2 separate regions of the Hordeum vulgare genome follow, and region 1 is linked to region 2. The links are chromatin contacts, called in public Hi-C maps. All regions are on one chromosome and are shown on one strand. The core of a region is the stretch at or near the end of the contact, and the rest is flanking DNA. Distances in the headings are between cores, read along the strand shown. Region 1 has its middle 98 kb from the start of LOC123395667. Region 2 has its middle 65 kb from the start of LOC123397593.

Region 1 (7,383 bases), core at 1,610-4,109, 410 kb after region 2:
GCTGTCGTCGTCGATGCCGTGGCCGACGAAGCCATCGCCGCTATCGTCTTCACGCGCCACCATCCTCGTCGTTGCTCATCACGTCCATTTAGGGTGGGGGTGTCCAAAGCTGGGGCGGTAGCCCCCAAAATGGACGGGGTGCGTGCTACGCAGGCGGCGGCGGCGACGGCGGCGGTGGTGACCACGATGCCCATGCACGCTCCTATGTGGCATCCTCCTTCACTTCCATCTTCACCTCCTGCTTCATCTACACCTCCGGCTCGTAAACGTCTCCGAAGGCCGATAACTCGAGCATCTCCTATAGGCCCTCCTATTCCTCCTCCCGGCGGCTCATGTACGCCCGCTCAGAGTCCTCCATGACGGCTTACACGAACTGCTCCTCCTCCTCGGTTGTCATGGCAGGAGGCTGCAGGGGCGACGACGACGGGAAGGGAGAGGGTGTCGGTGTCACGTTGCGCAGCCGCAGGCTCTAGGCGGGCTTGGTGCGTGCACACGAGGCACACGGGACGGGCTACTACCACGACTATTAAACAAAGGTTTGTCGACGCATGTCGTGCTCGTCTTGGAACCATGTGTCCCATAGGGACGAGTGGACGTCGTATCTGCCGTAGGCGAGGTGCTGGCACAGAATTCGGGTGTGATGACTGGCGATGTCCTGGAGGCGGACACGACCGCTCGCTGGGACAGGGGGAATGGGCACCTGATCCGGGCTCAGGTGCCATCCTTCTGGGAGGTGGACATGCGACCACGACATCGGTGTGTCGGTTTCCCAGTACCGACGATGGATGACGACCTTGATGTAGGACCAGAAGCATGACGCGGCCACATGAGGGGAGATGGAAAAGGATGCGAGTGAGGTGGAGTGCCTGGCCGCCCTTCGAGACAAGGTGGACGACAACCACACCTCGTGCCCGCTCTTGGTCTTCTTGCTTGAGTGCCACTTCCACAACCCCATGGCCGGCAGGGAGCGAGGTGGACGATAGCGCTAGGCTAGGGTTTGGTGTCTACTGTGGTGGGAGCAAAGATGGTGAGGAAGTGAAAGTCCACGACTTCACCATAAAAAAACGTGGTTCAGGCCGTTTTGTTGGCTGACATGCGGGCCCTTTTTTCTGTGTGCATTGACTCGGTTAGGTGAAAGAAAATTGAAAAGCCCAACCAAGTTTAGGTCCACAATAAAATGAAACGGACGAGAAACAAATTTACAAATAAAAACGCACGTTGGATCGGTTCGTTTGTCCGTTTGAATCCAAACAAACAAAAACGGATAATATGGGACGTGTGTTGGCTCTGTCAGATCGGATGAAGATGATGTCCCTAGTATCACCTCCTCGGAGGCATCATCTTGAAGACATGATCATGGATTTCGATGCTGTGCACAGTTGATGGTGAGCTCTGGTGTGTGGTTGTGCCAGTTGGATCTTTTTTCTTCTTCTTTCATTTCATTTTATACTACGTAACCTTTTTATTGTGTTTTTCTTCTCTGAAGGTGTATTAGTATTACCTCTTCTCTTTGATTATATATCAAGTTTATGTTGCTTACCACATATATCACGCGGTAGTATTACCTCTTCTGATTAATGAATTTGACAGTTATCCTGTCAACATTCAAAAAATAAAAAGACAGTAATGGAAGGGCCCCTAGTGTGGTCCAGGCGACCAGGCCAAGGGCTACGCACGCATCAACACAGTATGCATACATTTATATATTGCGAATGCATTTCTTTACAAGCATGACAAACAAAAGCCGTTGCTGCTACCAGGAGTAGCTTTGCTGGCTAGCTAGTGTATGTGTTGAATCCCTGATCAACTCACCCCTGGGCTGGCTGCTACTCCTAGCAGCTACCTAGGTGGGAGTAGCAGTGTGGCGCATGCAGTGGATTAAAATATTATGATCCTCTCGATCAACAATGAAAAGCATCGATATGCAGCTTTATACAGGCATGCGCGCGTATGCATGCAGCGTGCCGTATACTATGCGCACGCTCCACGGCTGCGTGCAGTAGAAATCTCGCGAGATATATTGTATACATTTGCGATTTGTACCACAGATCCCGGTCGGTAGCAACAGTCTGTAGGGATGGCACCAACCTGATCGATGGAGTTTATACACCAAGCACGAAGCAGGAATGCACAGTAGCGATGGTTGGTTTCGGCTGTAAAAAGACACTGCCACTCATGAACATAGTAATACAGTTTGACGTGGAAGGAAACGAAACCAGAGGAAAGCAGTTGGTGCCCATCCCGGCATCGGCATTTAACAGCGCGGGGTGCCGCGGTTGGGGCATCGCTGTTGGGTTTCCGCTGGCATCTGATCTGACGGCATGGATCGGCATGCGTACAGTCCATGGATCGAGGATCCATGCCGCAGGAGGCACGCACGCAGCAGCGGGCGCGATATGGAACCTGCAGTAATCAATAAGACGAGCGAGTAGCCATTAACCCGAGGCGAGCTAGCATGCGCGTAGCGTAGCGTATAGCCTGCGTGCGACTGCGATGCGTCGAGATCGGCTAGCTGCTGGCTGCTGGTAGAGAGAGAGTACCACGCTGGACAGTTGCATGCGCATCGGCTAGCTAGGTAGCTAGCTGCTCTACTCTACCCACCTAGCCCTAGGTCTAGGAGTAGGAGTAGCTATCTCTCTCTCTGGATATGTTAATGGCGGTCCTGCTGTAGTAGCTAGTACGTCTAGCTAGGGGTAGATGTTTAGGTAGGTAGGTGGGTAGCTGCTGTCGATCCTGCTTGCAAGTTGCAGCTGAAAACGAGTCCTAGGCAATGCTAGGCGCGCGCGCTCCCTCTCTCTGTGTCTGCGCTGCGCGTCCACAGCACAGATAGATCGATGCAGCAATTGACAAATTAAATTGTGCCTGGCAGGACCGGCGTCGCTGTCTCTGCACCGTCGCCCCGACGGAGCCGCACGGCACACCACTCCACGCCGAGGGTTCTCAACTTGGATACTACAAAGTTGCCAACCAGCAGCATGATCGATAGGCTTTCTTCGCTAGTGGGCTGGAGGCTTGGGCCTGGACGGACATGGAAATATGTAACATGGACGGGCTGTTAAATCCAGAATTTCATATACGACGCACCTATCACTCAATAAATAAATAAGTAAATATACGACGCACTATGCATCGGAAAATCTTAGGGCAACTAAATGGATGTTACACATTGCTGTGGGAGCACGCCAAGTGGCACGTCTAGTCACTGCCACTTGTCACATGCGGATGCGGGCGCTCCCTCTAAATTTCATTTTCTTGTGTCTTTCAGTACGTTTTCTCGTGTTTAAATTGGTTTTTATGTATTTTTTTACTACTAGCAAAATGACCCGTGTGTTGCCACGGAAGATAAAAACATAATCTTCAATGATGGTGATCACATTATGTTCATATATCATCGCTTGATTTTAAAATTTTATGCACAAATGCAAGAAAATGTTTCTTCTTTTAAATTTATTCACAAGTTGAAGCAATCTTTACATTTTCAAAAAATATATATCATGGTTGTTTAAAATCTTGGTCACTCAAAGATTTATTCTGAATTTCAATATTTTTTAAAAAACATACAATAGTAATTTGATCCATCCAACAGTTAATTCTTCAAAATTCACACAAGTATATTGTCACAAAGACTTAGAAGTATTAATGTTTAACTACATACATTAGATCTTTCGTGAAGAATTTTAAAAATATGGAAACAATTTTAAAATCGAGAACATTTTTTACAATTTACAAACATTTACTAAAAATTGTGAATATTTTTTATATTTCGAACGGGTTTAAATATTTTCTTTTGAATTGGCGACCAGTTCAAGAAAAGACGAACATAATTTTTTATGTTGGAGGATTTTATTTTAAATTCACAAACATTTTTTGAAACGCATGAAGTTTTTATGAATAAACAAACATTTTTAGAAATCAGTAATATATTTATTAAATTCATGGACATTGTTTTGGAATTTGCAAAAAAAAAAACGGCGCTTTTTTCGTACCCACAAACATTTTATGTTTTTGTCAGCATTTAATTCAAAATTCCTCTTTTTGATATGCAAAAGTTTTTGTAATTCTAAATTATTTAAATTAGAAATAAACAAAAATGAAACGGAAAATTTTAAATAAAAAAAGAAACTATCAAAACAGGCATTAGCTATTTTTAAAATTTTAGGACATTTTTTAAATGCATTAACATATTTTTAATTAGAAAGCATTTTGTTAAATGCCTTTAATAATTTTTAATACATGGAATTGTATTTGAAATCATGGACTTTTCTTATTGTACAAACATTTTATTGTATATGCGATAATTTTTGACAAAGCTCCGAGCAGTTTTTGAAGTCACAAACATTTTATTTTTTAAAATATTTTGATTTGTATTTTTCAGTTTATTAAATTTTTTAATGATAAGTTCTAAATTATTTACAATAAAAAAATAAAACAGAACTGAAAATAAATAAATAAACGGAACTAAAAGCAGACGCCTGTGCATGGGTCGGCCCATACGGTGTGCTGGATATTCTCCCAGCGTGTAGAGCGTAATATAGGAGGTTTTTACATGGGCCGGTCCAGTCCAAGATTTTTTTTTTGCTTTCTGAAACGTTTTCTATTACTTACCGGTGGCATGGTGGGTAATAAATGCAAACTTTAAGGGTAATTTCCATGACGGACGACCAGAAACCGAATTTGCTTTATTATTACTAGTAAATATGCCCGTGCGTTGCAAGGGGGGAATACACACAATTTCTATTAGTCATTGTTGGCCGAGTCGAGAAATTGTCTTTGGATAGTCAATACCAAATTTAATAATAATTGAGTCTAATATTGAAGGTAAGTTTATGAGTAAATTCAGGTTCTGATATTTCATCAAACATTCGAAAGAAATCCAGCAAATATGTATCAGTTGTCTACAAATAAATTTATATCACTATTTTACTAATGCTATATATATTACTGTTCAGGTTGGGCCTAACTTCCAATACCTATCTTTCAAACATTGAATATTGAGCTATCCTCCACAATTTGTACCTACATGGAGTTAACTTGATAAGAAAACAACTAAACATATTTATATTTCTAAAATGCTGCGAGAAGGATGTTGTCCTCTAGTGGAACCTCTAAAAAGACTATTATTTAAGAACGGAGGGAGTAGGCAGCAGAGTGGCATATATCATAGCTAGTATGAGGTTGACAGCTTCTATCAACCAAAACTTGAAAGTACATCACTTAAAAGAAAAAGAAAACACTTCAATCCAGAGGCACTTGTTTGCAGAAAGTGTAAATATGTACCATGCTATTTGTATCCACTTCCGTGTAGAAAATATTTTTTTAATCCTTATTATACTTGAGTAGTTTCTATAATATTGAATATGTTTACTTGTGTAGGCATTCCCCAAACGATCCCCTCTGGTCGACGACTTCTCAAGGGCAATCCTCAGCATAACAGAGGGAGATACTATCATTCAGATAGAAAGGAAATGGATAGGAGATCAAAATACCTGTCAGAATGACGGCCCCACCATCGGCTCAAGCAGTCTAAAGTTCAAAACTTTTGAGAGCTCTTTCTGCTCACTCGAGTTGCTTCAACATCTGCCCTTTTGATAGCCCTCGTGATGTTTCTCTACAAGAGGTACAAGAAAAAGAACAACACAGGTCAGATTGAAACAACTGCAGATTCTAACCCATCCCACGATATGCAGTTAACTGTACCAGATGTTTTAGATAGCTACGTCTGCCAGCAAGAGATAGAGATATCTAGAGAACTCACAAGCCCGTGTTCAAAAGTCCAATCAACTCCAGATTTTACACCTCATGGAACACCAGGCAATGGTTTGTAGCATCATGTTAAGTCACCCTTATTCAGGTTCTCAGTCTCCAGAGTACACCTGGTCATCTTTTGTTCTCATGTGTGTATTTTCTTGTGTATTATGTATGAATGCTGACGGCCATGCCTTCTAACTGCATGCCAGTGCAGCAGCAATGCAACTGTAAGCTTATTGTGTAATGTATTCTAATTTTGCTCAGGTTCCAAGTGTACATCAACAATCTATCAGTGTAAGACTGTAATCCAAGGAGTACCAGCGTAGCCTGAACTACAACTTGGCACCTGTGCACTGTGTCCGTGCCCCTATTTTTTTTGGATAAGCAGGTAGGCCACAGTCTAGCTTATGTATTCCAAAACCAGACCGAGGTCTCTGGAGGCTAACCAAATGCGTCATTGATATAGAAAAAGGGCTGACCAAAAATGCAACGTACAAAAATAAATGAATCCAAAATATTTCTCAGATACAAAATACTACGCTTGTTATATTTACCGGAATTACTGGATTCCAAAAATATGGAACACCAAATCACAAAAGGAAAAGTAGAGTGTATCGTAGCAATTGGTGTATTCTGTCAACTCATAAATATATTTTGCTATCTTTCAGCCGATGGACTTCCATTTTCTTGTGCCACCACACATGTCACCTAAAATCAAAATCGTTGAAATACTGTCAAAGCGAATACTCCACATATGTATCTGGCAGACTCAACTGCAATATCCTTTTTGCCGGCATAAGACCAATCAAGAAGTAGTTCAGTATGTCAGCTCCATATCTCTTGTGAATGTGTGATGCATGCCTTAGGACCTCCTGCAGGTATGCCCCATTTATGTGTGTGTTTTTCTTGGTGATAAAGTTCTTGTTTTAGTCAGAGAGGTAGAGCTGTCATCTGCTTCATCTACTATCTCTACTAAAAATGAAGCTTGGGTGTTAGTAGTTGTCATTGAATTTTTAGATGACCAACAATAAAGTTTGTTGCTTAATTTTGGACTGCCAAGTGTAAGTTTACCAAGTGTGTGGGTGTAGCAAGTAACATCTCTGAACCCTGAAAAAAAGAATCAAAATCGAATCCATTCTCCATGTCCTCACAATGCCTATGAATTTCACATAGTGGTAGTTTAAGCACCACACACATTGTCCATGCAAAAAGAGGTGGAATTAAACTATATCTAAATTGAACTTTACAAAATTTTAAAATCAGAACCTTTGTATAGCTGACGATGGATCATCATATCACTTGCCTTCTACTCATTGTCCCTGTTGGCATCCTGCATACACACCAGCCACGAATTAACATATATGCGCGTCCACACACACACAAGAAACCACACATGCATGTCTATACACCGAGGATATCATCTTCTACATTCTCTAAATTGACCATGTAGCACCACAAAAAACAAATTCTGTAGTCACATTTCATCAAACAGTTTGCCTCCCTCGAAATAATAATATCATGGTGGGGGTAATGCGTGATACAGGGGCGGCAAGCAGAGGGGACACACCAGGCGACGAGCAGGAGACGCGCGCCGTAGAGGGGTTTCGGCGGCCGTCGTCGGTGGGGTTGGGTGCA
Region 2 (7,562 bases), core at 761-3,260:
CCGCATCCGGCCCCGACCCGTAAAATAACCGTCAAAATGCGGGTCGGGGCGGAAAAACCAGCCCGATCAGACCCCGCATCCCGTCCCGGCCCACAAAACATTTTAGGGGGCGCGGCAAAATCCCGACCCCAACTCGGGAAAACGTGGGTTTCCCCCTCGTGGCTGCGGTGCCCTGCATATAAGCGGAAGCGGTTGGTGGGGGGCATTTCATCCCGCGCTTTCTCCCACCAACCACTTCTCCTCTCCCCCCTCGCGCCGCCGTCGGCCGCCGCCCAAGATTTCGGCGACAGCAGCCGGCAGGAGCACGCCGGAAGGCCGTCACGCGCACGAGAGCTCCCCTCCCTCCCCCCTACATCAGCGGGCCGCCGGATTTACAGATCTCGACACTTCATCGTGGGCTGCCGGATTTGGCTTTTTCCGGCCGCCGGTTGCTGCCCCAGGCGATGGAGTGGTCGGGGAGCCTCTCCCGCAGCCCAGGCAAGGGCGCATCGCCGCATGAAGACACGGGTTCGTCCGCCCGCCGCCGCCGAAGGTTTGCGGGCATGGACTCGTCCGGCCGTCCACCGGGCTCGGCGCTCGCGTAACGTCTTTGTGGCCTGTCGATGCCGCTCATAAAGTGCGATGACTTCACGCACCAAGTGGTGCGGCTCACTTCGGGCACGCCAAAGCACCCCGGATGGGTGTTCTACAAATGCGAAAATGACAGATACGTGCACTTGCGGTAGCTCGTTCCATAGCTCATTCTTTAGTTCAATTGCGGTAGCTCACTTCAAGCTTGCTCATTCTTTTGTGTAGGACGATGGATGCTCATTTTGGTTTTGGGAAGGCCAATACATTGATTTGTTGATAGAAAGAAACTTAATAAATGTTAGTGCACTCCTTAGTACAATCAAAGGCAATGATGCGGCTGCATGTGCAACTAGAGGGGAAATGCATACTTGTGATTCTTGTTTTCTTTGGTTTTGCTATTCTAGCCAAGACTTGGTGATATCTTTTGTATCTAATGTTGTTGTAAAAGCAAAGAAAAGCATTGTGCTAGATCAATTTAAGTTGTAAATCTAAGTTTTACGGGTCGGGAGGAGCTGCGCCGGATCAGAACCCGCATAAGCCGACCCGTATAAAAAGTATATTCCGTAAATATGTTTTTTTACGAATCTATTATGCGGGGTTTGCATCTGTGCCAGCCCGCGCCGTCCGTAAAAGTAATTTTACACGAGCTGCAAACGCGTTTTACGGGTCGGGCAGATACGAGGTCTGGTAGAGTTGCTCTGACTGACGCAACCTGCGTCTAAACGAGAAGACGACGGCCCAGGCATGGAGAAAAGGGCCGGCAATCTTCTGGAGCCACACAACCGGCCGCACTCCACTCCAGCAAGCTAGCTAGCTAGGTCAAGATACACACATCATCATGCATAGCTCCGAATTATTTTCCAGCATGAATATATGCGTGCATGCATATCCAGATATTCTCGTGACTCTGTTTTATACTTCCTCCGTTTTAAAATTCTTTTCTTACATTTGTCTATATAGAAATATACATAGTCAAGTTTTGATATATCCATTTTTAAATAAACTTAAGACAAGAATTTTGGAACAGAGGAAATACCCACTAACTGATTTTTTAGTTAAAATTTTAGTATGATATCATGCTGGAAATTCCCTCTGTTCCAGAATACTTGCCGTGATTTTAGTTTAATAATAATAAATTTACTAAAGCTAAGGGATAGTACTAAACTTTTACTAATAGGTAGCTCGAAACATTAGCTGGGGAGCTGCTAAAATCTGTTGACATGAGGCAAAAGCATCTGACTTTGCATAAAAATAGTAAAGAGACATATATTTTGGACCGAAGATTGTACATGGACATTGGACAAGGTTGCATAAAAGGGTACAAAACATTATTTTGACACACACGAGTCCTCTATGAGAGCTGGAGAGGGGTCGAGAGGACAAGCTAGGTTGTAGTAGTGGGCATCTTCTAACAAACCGGCCATAGCTTACCAAATCGCCATAAAGGAAGGCTTGGAGCTATGTGCACATATGTGTGGCCCATGAATCTTCCAAAGGACCATGCATGCATGCTAGGTGACAAATGTACTTGGATCGCCATGACATCAGAGAGATGCGTGGTAGTTACACATGCCAACAAAAAGTTACAACTAATTAGGCAGACGTGCACCCACATGCACACCCTTGTGCTCAAAAATAAAACTAAATTACGAGTGTCAACAGTTTTCTTCAAACAAAACATCAAGGTATCTTTTTATGCTGTCAATTTTCATGGGGAAAATGCTGTTATCATTGCCCGTTTTGCAGCATATATGCAGTTCTACATGTTTCTATTTCACTATTTTTTCATGAAAAAAAGACCCTTGCTACCTTTTTTTTTAAAAAAAAGGTGTAAACGGAATTGAAACATTTGCATGTTCATTTGGTTTCTGCAAACTTTTTAACACGGGTTAGTAAATGTATTTTCATTCTGCAAGTGGATTACAAACATCCATATGTCAAGGAAAATGGGGAAGGGAAAATTTATTTTGTGATGTGCGATATGGATGCGGCGTGTCTCTTATAGTACAAGGCCCAAAAGAGGAGGAAAGTGTGGGCAATCATGCGTGCAAAGGGGGATCATGAAAAGATGGATGGACGGCAGTTTCATCCTTCAAGCAAGGGCCAATCATTCAAGCTGTACTACCAGCTCTTCTGTAGACATATCTTGCAAGCAAGAATTGATAATCCATTGTCTTGACGGACGTGACAACTCGGTTCATAATTGTTTTCCACGCCCACTTTTCGATCTGTCCACGAAGGAACAAGATTGATCATATCCACCTTTCGTTTAAATTATATCACTACTTGGTATTTTTTTAATTCAGCACCGTTATCGACAAGACCAAAATGAACGAACATAATCACGATTCACGGCTGACTGGCCTAGAAAAAACCAGTGCTCATGAAGATAATTTGTAATTCAGCAGCATGATTCCGATATTAATTAGTATGCAAGAAATTAGTGACAGTGGTATTAACGTGCCCATACATCGCATTTACAAGTGGTGCCACGACAAATCCATAATGGATATAATGGAGGTGCAACAAGGATCAATCAATGCGTGACATCAAGAAGAATAATGCTGCTCAGATACAGTCATACAGATCACGCAACCATTTGTTTCGATCTTCCAGATTGATGACATTTATATGCTGCTTCTTCTGCATCCAACTCTTCAATTGCTGAAAAAATAATTACTTTGTGCCCCTAACAATCATCCTAGACATTCAAGATTAAGCTAGCCATGCCACAGATATGGAACTAAACTTTTTTCATTATTAAGAAGATCAAGAAAGTTACAATATCCTGGCGTATTTGGGCAGTTAGTTTTCCTCTACCTCCTGCAAATGTTCTGGCAAGAAATTGACCTAGCTACCTACAACAGTTAAGTAGGAAAAGAACGATGGATCATTAACATCGAAGTCTGAAAAATAAGCACATACTCCTACATACATTAGCCTGAGACCCTGAGTACTGCCAAAGCAGCCTAAACAGTATAAAAAATCATGATTAATGCCAAAGGCTGCCTAATGAGCAGTCTATACCATCTCACATACGCGAAACGAACAGTGACATAAATACCTAAATTCTGATCTAAATATAAATGAACTAAATCACAAGCCACAAGATCGATTCAGATATTACCACCGGGACAGGTCAATTTAAACGTCACCTCATGAAAGAAAACTTTCGTTCTAGGCAGTAAATCTTGGGAGAGGAAAGGAAAAGGAACAATCGACAGGATCTGAAGAAACCTACCACTAGTAACACCCAAGAAACCCAGATCCGTTCTACAACGAAAGATCGAAAGAAAATACGCAGAATCAAGAACCAAGACAGAACCAACCTACACAGGAATTGATGACTCACAAGGCAGGCACGGCCGAGCATAGATCGGTAGTCGCGAGGCAGTGAGGCGAGTTGGATGGATCTCACCTTGAGGACAACCTGCAGGAAGGGTAGTAGATGCATGGTCCATGTATAGATTTCATGGGATTTTAGGGTTTTCGTTGTGCTCCGACCAGCGGATGAAACTCCAGCATGACCTGATTGACATGGATTCTGATCCACGAGTTAGGTCATCAGATCATGCTGGCAGCTTCACCAGCTCGTGGTGCACCTTGATCTACCCATCAAAGAGAAAGGGGAATAACTCTGGCACTTTTGGCAGGAGAGGGAGAGAGAGAGGTGGGAATAATTGGGGGCGGAGGAGGTCCCGTCAAAGAGAGCAGCAAGCGGCGACTGAGGATATATAGGCCAAGCGGTGAGAGAGAAACTCAGAATTGCTCATCTCTCTCTCTCTCATTTTTTCCCCTTCTCTTGATTTTTTTTTCCATTTTTTTAGGACGGTACTAGTACTAGTACTGTGAAAATCGCTGCTGCAACAAACTATGCTGGAGATGAGTGGAACACAAGGACACCAAGGGTAGTATTCGTGGCTTCGTCATACCCATCGGACGATCAAGCGGCGCCTATTTTGTATTTTTAGATTTCTTTGAGGAGTTTGTGTATTTTTGGATTGATCAATTGTTTCATTTCATGTCTATTGCATTTCTTGTTTATCATTGCATCAACACGGCGGACCCATCGACCAGTTTGCGATAGAAACACGGGTTCAACAATTTATGTTTTCCTACTTAATTTCAGCTCAAATTGGAACAAATAATTCTGGCATAGATCCAAAACTTATTGGCCATATGCATACCAAGGATGCGTGCTTGTGTGGCGGTCACATGGATAATTAAGGTGTGTCTACACGTCATGTACGTCCAAACAGTAGATCTAAAAGCTAGCTAGAGAAGAGATGTCGTCGTCGTTCTCTGGATCAATACATGTATGAAAAACAAATAGCGGTCCCAAATTTAAGGCATGCCACCAAAGGCATCCAAAGGCTTCTCACATCTTTCCATTCACCAGGACTTTATAATGTTATTACTAACTTTTTCGTTTTGTTAACTGAGGTTCTTTTATCTGTCATCGATTCGGTGTGTAGAGTAGCTAGCTACTAGCTAGGGACCATTTCGTGCATGTCGACATCACATTAATTTCGTATCAACTTTTATCTTGAATTCCAATCGTTGGGCTGTCGTCCAAAATTGCAACTTCATGATCAAGACTTCACTACCAATTCGAAATGGATGTGCACACAACATGTTGTGCTCGATGTGCAGCCGATACAAACTCTGGACCGTAAGATTGTCAGGCAACAAATTTACAAAGGAAACGTTGGCTATCTAACGTGTGAAAAGCGTTGGCTGCTTTGCGATGCTCCTACCAATTTGCTAGGGATTAAAGTAGTACATATGCCTATGAAGACACTTGCTCAAATCAGTGGTCCTTTTCACATTTCTTCCTTTTGATCACTAGCACAGCAGCACTCACCAACAAATAATCTTCATTCAAACGAATAAAAATAGATAAAATATGACCTTTCGATAATGATAAAAGTAGGAAGATGGATGCGTCATAAAATGATTATAACTGTTTTGTGCCAAAAAATATAACCCGCAGTTACAAGCTGATTAGATCCACAATATCGTTAGGAATATGATTTCTAAATTTGTCAACTAGCATGGAAAAATGAGGGCTGCTCAGACTGGCAGTGGGATTGTTCAGTGGCCCAGTTCTGGAACCGAGAAAGTGACAAGATCGATGTATATATCACCACTTCCGGTCCGGGCTTGAAAGTGGCCCAGTTATAGCTTTCTCCACATGCATACGTCTACTAGCTTGGTAGATCTAGACCTTTTCTTAGTTTAGCTAGCTGCCCAAATATATGGAACTTGTTATCCAATTCCCTACACATATATACACGGGAAGAGGGCGTAATTTGGTGACCCTACATGTGTACACTTCAATTGCTTTATCGGCATGTATATTTTAAAAGAAAAACCGTGTGCCTCTGCCTAATTTTGGCACGAGCGTACGACGATTTTGGTTGAAAAAACGTATAGTGAATTTTACATAAAAGTAAATGGATATATGTTCGTAGATATATCTTGCAGAGAAATAAAATTGTATGTATGCGTAGCTGATCTACAGTGTGGATTAGCTAGAGCAGGAACCAAGTACATACATGTCGCCATCATCAAATCATCATGTATAGCTAGCTAGATTTGATTAGCTTAATAAATATATTGTGGTAGTTAGTTGGTGGGCTTGTGGCCAAGTGCTTCGGCTAGACTATACTATTTTACTAAATAATCATATGAACTACTATTAAAGTAGTACAGTAGCTAACTAACTAACTTGTTTGGAGGTATAGTATAGTAGTGCTACCAAACTGAAATCGGTGCACTCCACACATATCGTAACCTAATCGAATAGCCGGCCAAGAGACAATAAACTAAGTATGTGTACCAAATAAAGCGATGACCCCCCATGAAACAATCAAATTAACAAGCAGAAAAGTTGTGATGAAAAGGCAGAAAATATGGTTTCCCTTGCTGCTCAACTATGAAAATCTGGCCCTAGCCCCCACAAGCTCATATACTAAGCACTATACAAAGTTCATCAGAACCTTCATGGTTAGAGCTGGGTTAATTTAATGCGAGGAGCTAGCAGATAAGCTAGCCACTTACCCCTGGCCGGCTATGAAGCCCTTCGGCCCCATAGGCCATACTGCAAACACATAGTATATGCCCATTGCTGGGAAGAAATGAGGCTGTCAGTCATGATCTAACAAGGATTCACAAGCAGAAGCGAATCAAAGCTAGATCATGCTGGCAGCTTCACTCATTCACATGGGCATTTCCATCCTAACCAAGAACATCATCCTTCCTCATCTATTTATCTCTCTGTGTCAAGGAAAATCTCGCTCTTCTTGGCTAAAATGTAGTATAGAGGGGAAGAGGCTTCAACCAAACTAGGAAAAAGGGAGGAGGAGAGCAAAGAAGAAGAAGAACAAGATGATGATGTGATGATCTTGAGCTCACAAGTGCATCAGCACCAGCACACAGAAGCTTGTAGAAGAAACAAAAAGAGAGCAAGGCTGTTCGTTCTATGCAGAGTGCTGGACGGGCACATGTATTTATAGAGGAGTATGGAATGTAGGATGATATGGTGATCAGGATGTGGGGGTATTGCGTTTTTTCTTGAGGTTGTAGATGCAAAATGGCGTAGGGTCAAACCAAAAATTCAAAAATAACATTTAAAATTATCACTTTCAAGAAATTGCGCCGACGTGTGTGCACAGCAGCACAGGAGAGCGCAGACAGACAGATAGGTGGTAGCTAGGGTGCGGCACACTGCATGCAAAGGCCGGCCAGCGTGCATGCATTGCACAGCATCGATGCATGCATCGAGCCAGCCATCACCGTAGGACCGTATCGGTCGATGCACGCTCTGTGCTACATGTATTGGCACGCGTACACCTAGCTAGCTATAGCTATAGGCTATGTCGATTTAAAAGTTTTTTAATTATCAGAACGAGCCTAAGAGCATGGTTAATATTATAGCCAAATGTTGAACAATCTTATAGCTCATCTTATAGCTAGCTTGTACAATCGTT

The links. Hi-C and Micro-C count contacts between places; a contact is called where the count stands out from the background.
Region 1: a Hi-C map of seedling shows a contact between it and region 2, with 2.7 times the contacts expected there. The contact joins two enhancer-like sites. A contact is called at or near these places in 3 of 6 Hi-C or Micro-C datasets (leaf and seedling) and 1 of 1 datasets of contacts at active chromatin or transcription factors (embryo).

Annotation. Positions count from the first base shown.
Region 1 is chr5H:42,576,377-42,583,759 of MorexV3_pseudomolecules_assembly, forward strand. No RefSeq gene overlaps it. Among protein-coding and RNA genes, the nearest start is that of LOC123395667, 98 kb to the right of the region's middle. Within about 2 kb of position 2,860, at least 3 of the 3 cell types and tissues checked have open chromatin away from gene starts, as enhancers often do. A contact at or near this core is called in leaf and seedling, where this site is marked.
Region 2 is chr5H:42,169,966-42,177,527 of MorexV3_pseudomolecules_assembly, forward strand. No RefSeq gene overlaps it. Among protein-coding and RNA genes, the nearest start is that of LOC123397593, 65 kb to the left of the region's middle. Within about 2 kb of position 2,011, at least 3 of the 3 cell types and tissues checked have open chromatin away from gene starts, as enhancers often do. A contact at or near this core is called in leaf and seedling, where this site is marked.